Linked DNA regions of Zea mays: region 2 is linked to region 1. A link is a contact called in public Hi-C data. All regions are on one chromosome and are shown on one strand. Each heading gives the region's core, a stretch centred on a gene start, on an enhancer-like site or on the middle of the called end of the contact. The rest is flanking DNA. Distances are from core to core; before and after follow the strand shown. Region 1 holds the start of LOC100193109. Region 2 holds the start of LOC100273970.

What was found. A called contact is a pair of places that touch in the nucleus more often than the background predicts.
Region 2: a Hi-C map of bundle sheath shows a contact between it and region 1, with 2.9 times the contacts expected there. The contact joins the promoter of LOC100273970 here to the promoter of LOC100193109 in region 1. A contact is called at or near these places in 4 of 25 Hi-C or Micro-C datasets (bundle sheath, ear, leaf and 1 more).

What each region holds. Positions count from the first base shown.
Region 1 is chr8:97,795,362-97,797,999 of Zm-B73-REFERENCE-NAM-5.0, reverse strand. It overlaps LOC100193109, which reads left to right and starts at 1,292. Exons shown (of 7, transcript NM_001138271.2): 1 at 1,292-1,875; 2 at 1,977-2,093; 3 at 2,271-2,425. The coding sequence starts at 1,608.
Region 2 is chr8:97,989,960-97,992,597 of Zm-B73-REFERENCE-NAM-5.0, reverse strand. LOC100273970 reads right to left here and starts at 1,314. Exons shown (of 4, transcript NM_001148357.2): 1 at 997-1,314; 2 at 503-868; 3 at 1-403. The coding sequence starts at 1,197.

The sequences.
Region 1 (2,638 bases), core at 43-2,542:
TACCCTCTCCCACCGGGTGAGTCGTGACTCCATCTCCCACCTAGGGTTGGCCTCGGGCGAGTTGTGACTGCGTCTCCCACTCGAGGTTGGCCTCGGGCGAGTCGTGGCTGCATCTCCTGCTCGGGGCATTGCAGAGTTGGTCGGCGGAGTTGGGCACATTTCGAAGCATCGCCCGAGATGTCCTTGGGTGAGTCGAAAATGAGTTGCTTGTCCTGGGTTGGTCTCGGGTGAGTCGTGACTGCGTCTCCCGCCCGAGGTTGGCCTCGGACGAGTCGTGACTGTGTCTCCCGCCCGGGGTTGGCCTCGGTCGAGTCGTGACTGCGTCTCCCGCCCGAGGTGGCCTCGGGTGAGTCGTGATTGCGTCTCCGGCCCGGGGTTGGCCTCGGGTGAGTCGTGACTGCGTTTCCTGGCCAGGGTAGCCTCGGGCGAGGGGTGGCCTTGGGCGAGACGTGACTGCGTCTCCTGCCCAGGGTGGCCTCAGGCGAGTCGTGACTGTGTCTCCCACCTGGGGTTGCCCTCGAGCGAGTCGGAAATGCGCTACTTTTCCGGGGTTGGCCTCAGACGAGTCGTGACCGCGTCTCCCGCCTGAGGTTGGCCTCGAGCGAGTCGTGACTGCATCTCCCGCCCGGAGCTGCCATCAGACAAGTCAGAAATGCATTACTTATCCGGGGTCGATCTCGGGCGGGTCGTGAATGTGACTCCCGATCGAGGTTGCCCTCGGGCGAGTCGTGACTGTATCTCTCGATCGAGGTTGCCCTCGGGCGAGTCGTGACTAGATCTCTCGTCCGAGTTTGACCTCGGCGAGTCGTGACTGGATCTACTGCCTATAGTTAGCCTCGGGGCAGGCGGGGGTGCACGGGTGGGAGTAGAGCTTTGGACGCGGACGCTGACTTTACACTCTTAATAAAGCAGAATAGATACAGTGCTCGAATATAATTGACCGTTTGATCGGCCACGTTCGACGCCATTAAACAAATCCAGGACTGTAAGGAGGGATCGCCAAACGGTCCTTTTTGCCTCCTCGGAATTTCCGTGGCTTGCAGACACAGCAACCCGGCCTCCCTCCATCCCTCCACATGGCTGCCTGCAAAGACAGCGTGCAACGGCAAGACGATCCATACGTAGATACCACGCCGCCCTGGACGACGGTCCCGGCGTAGCTGCCATGCCACGCCGACCGACCAAACCCTGCAGCCTCTAACCGTCAGCGTCAGCCCGCACACCCCTGCGGTCCTGTGATGTCCCCTCTACCAAAAGAAGCCCACCAAGACAACTCAAAACCCAACGGTCACTCCTCCCTCCCTCGCCCGCCTGCCTTTCGCTTCTTTTTAAGCCTTTATTTACTACCACTACTATACTCCTCTCTCTTTCTCACTCGTCACAAGCTCTCTTTCATCGCATCCACACCATTCCACTTCCACCCCACGAGGATCCAGCCTGCCTGTCCCTCTCGCCGCACGCCACGACCGTAGTCGCTCGCCGGCGTGTCTAGCCTAGCCGGGGCCTGGGCCTCCGCGCTCGTGCTCCCGGGAAACAACGACCGACGCGTCCTCATAGTCATAGAGGCAGCTAAGGCAGCCACGCATTCGTCGCTCGCTCGACCGGCGATGGCGAGAGGTGACACGGCGAGCGAGGCGCTGACGGCGGACTCAGCCGACGAGGAGGGGCGCCGCGGGAGCAGCTCCAGCGCCAGCTCCGACGCCGCCTCCAGCTTCTCCTGCACGTACTCCCCGGCCCCGCCCGACGAGTGGCACAAGGTGGCCATCATCAAGACCTGCGTGTCTGTGTCGGCCGACGCCGCGGGCGGCGGCGGCGGCAAGGACCAGAAGCCGCGCGGCGTCGTCGCCGCGGCCGACAGGCACGGAGGAGCATCAGGTACGTACACCAGCGCGAATAATCCTCCTATCGGTTTGGTCTCGGCCGGACGTGCAGTCTCTCACACCGTCGTCGTGCGTGCCCGCGCGTGAAATCGCCAGAGATGGAGATGATGAAGGAGCGGTTCTCCAAGCTGCTGCTCGGCGAGGACATGTCCGGGAGCGGCAAGGGCGTCTGCACCGCGCTCGCCATCTCCAACGCCGTCACCAACCTCTGCGGTACGTACGTTACGTGCGCGCGCGTGACCAAAAACCACCTGCTGCTGGTTGGCTTTTCGCTCGCGTAGCCATTGTTGTTGCACTGCTTTCTTTCTTGGACGGCAACTGCATGCGCGCGATGGGGTTTTTGACCGTCGTGCGCGCCGGCCGGCCGGCCGTACGTGTCTGTGTCTGCAGCGACGGTGTTCGGCCAGCTCTGGAGGCTGGAGCCGCTGCCGCCGGAGAAGAAGGCCATGTGGCGGCGCGAGTTGGACTGCCTGCTCTGCGTCAGCGACCACATCGTGGAGCTGGTGCCCACGTGGCAGACATTCCCGGATGGTACAAGGCTTGAGGTAAGCTACGGTAACAACTATGGTTATATTATATGGTCGCTTCCAAATTAAGATAGCCGTAAATCATTTCTAACTTTAACCATATAAAAAAAAAAGAAAAATTTTGAATCTCATGAGCAATATGCATGTGAAGTTTCTCATGAGCAATTGCAGCGTCCGAGGTCCTAGAGCCATGCCCATGTGTGATTAATCCACGGTGCTGGATCGCCGAGG
Region 2 (2,638 bases), core at 65-2,564, 190 kb before region 1:
CGCCGAGGTCTTCGAGCCTGAGGTTGAGGGCCTGGACGACGCGAGCGGGGACAAGGACCGTCGAGCACGCCCCCGCCGTCTTCCTCTTGGGCTCCGCCGCGGGCGCGCCGGCCGGCCTCGGGAGGAACACCCCGGTGCCGTTACGCTCGCGCTTGGCGCCAGGCGGGGTCAGGAACACGGCGCGCATGCCGGAGGCAGGATGCGCCGGCGCCTGGTGCTGCTGCGGCGGCGGCGGTGGCGGTGGCTTCTGGAGCGGAGGCCACGCCGCCGGGTTCAGGCCAAGCGGCGCGTCGCCTCCGCCGCAGCCGACGGGCTTGGCACAGGCGCTCTGGCGCGCGCTCCACGCGGCGAGATGGCGCTGCCTCTGCAGCTTCAGCAGCTGATGCTGCTTCAGGAGATGGAACTGCAAACCGACGCGGTGGGGTGGGGAGCGTCAGGGCAACAGAACAAAGCGGTGGACGGTGTAACTTAAGAATCTTGGGCGAGAGGACAAAACACGCACCTGAGCAGCCTGCATCTGCCGCTGCGAAACCAAGTGCGCGAGCGGGTGGTAGTGACCGCCGGCGCCGGCAGGGACCTTGGCGGAGGGCGGAGCGATCTGCGGCGGCGGCGGCGGCGGCGGGGATGGCTTGCTGAAGGCGTATGCGTTGGCCGGCACCTGCACCGGCACGCTGCTGGCGGCGCGGATGCGCGCGACCTGCCCCGCCGCCTCGTACAGGACGTCCCACGGGTCGGCCGGCTTCTGCTCCAGAGGCGGCGACGACGGCGGCGACGTCCCCTTGGACGCCCCGCCGTTGGGGCTCTCCTGGCCCGACTTGGGCAGCCCGCACAGCGTCGACTGCGGCGACCCAATCACCGCCACCTCCGCCTGCTGCCGCACAACAAGAAGGCAGGGTCAGAAATTCCGCCACGCGACGCGACACGCAGACGCAGCGCAGCGCAGCGCAGCGCAGCAGAGCAGAGCGACCCGGTGCATGCAGAGAGAAGAGAAGCAACCTTGGCGGTAGGCGGCTTCCGCTCCCCGTCGTCGCCGAGGAGGCCCGCGAGCCTGCGCGAGAGCCCCGCCAGGCTGTCCTCCTCGTCGCTCTCGCTCCTGGCCGCCACGGCCGCCTTCTCCTCCTCGGAGAAGAAGTCGTCGTCCAGGAACTCCTCCGGCAGCCAGAACTCGTCCCCGAGGTCCGAACACTCCGTCGACATTTTTCCGCCGGTGGTGGGGAGCAGCGCCCGGGACCTGCAGCGGCGGGGGTGGACGGGCTGGAGAAGGCGGCGTGCTTATCAGCGAAAAGAGGTGGGACGGGCGAGAAAGAGAGTGTGAGGCCGGAGGGAGAATGTCGATGGACGGCGAGGGGCTGTGTTAAATACGGCCGAGGCCGAGGCCGACGCTTTGGGCTCTGCTCTTATATAAAAAAAAAAAGGAGGAGAAGAATTGAATAGTTCGGCCCGGGAATCATTTTTTCTTTTCCAGCCGTTTTTCGCCGGTGCAATTCGTCGGCGTGGGGCTCACAGTCCAGTCTGAGACACGCCGTAGCAAGCAAGCGAGCAAGCTCCCGCGTCGCCCGCCAAATGCCTCTCGCCCCGTTGTTTTATTGCGCGTATTTCTTCCGGCAACGGGATGGGATGGCCGGACGGCTGGTGGAAGAGTACGTACACTATTGTAGTACAGAAGTTGGAGCAGTTATTATTGTGGCTTTGTGGGATGGGTATGTGTATACGTACGACTAACGTCCCCGTGTGTTTTGGATCTTTTTTTTATCTATACACCGTGCGTCATGTCAGTGCCACTCTACCCACTCCGTCATGTCAGTGTCCCCGTTGTTTTTGTCAGCGACGTCAAATGGTGGTTGAACTAATTTTTAGAACTCGCTTCTGGGCTGTATTTTCCTCGACAATTTTTTCCAGGAGGAGGGGGGAGGGAGTTACGGATGGTTAAATAATCTCTACTAACTATTAAGTCCTTAATGTAGACCGCCCCCGCCCAACCTCCGGAAACCTCGCCTCCGCAAACCACCGCGAGAGCCATGTCCGCCGAAAACCCAGCCGCAAACCGCTCGTCCGCCTCGCTGTGATGCCCGCCCGTCCGCAAACCACCGACCGCCGCGATCCTCAAGCCCGCAAATCCCTCCGCGAATCTCGCCGCAAACGTCGCAACAGCCGCGAACCGCCCGCTGCATGCCGCACGCCCAGCCGTGGAACCCCGCAGCCACCCCCGAGCAAACCCCGCCGCGTCCCCAAGCAATCCCGAGCAAGCCTTTGATTTTCTACTCCTCGGCCGCAATTCGTCCGTCGTGGCCCCGAGCAAGACCTACCTAAACCCGCACATGCCGCGACCTGGGGATTAGGGTTCAGGACGGGGACGTAGACGGCGGCGGCGAGGTGACCGCGCCGCCGCAGCACCTGGTGTTCGCCTACTACATCACCGGCCATGGCTTCGGGCACGCCACCCGCGCCATCGAGGTCCGCCGCCGCTCCCTCCGCCCGCTTGCGGCTTGCCTGCCTGGTGCCGGCGCGTACCGTTTTCTGACCCCATCGTCTCCAGGTGGTGAGGCACCTGGTCGCCGCGGGGCACGACGTGCACGTGGTCACCGCCGCGCCCGAGTTCGTCTTCACCACCGAGATCGCCTCCCCTAGCCTCCACATC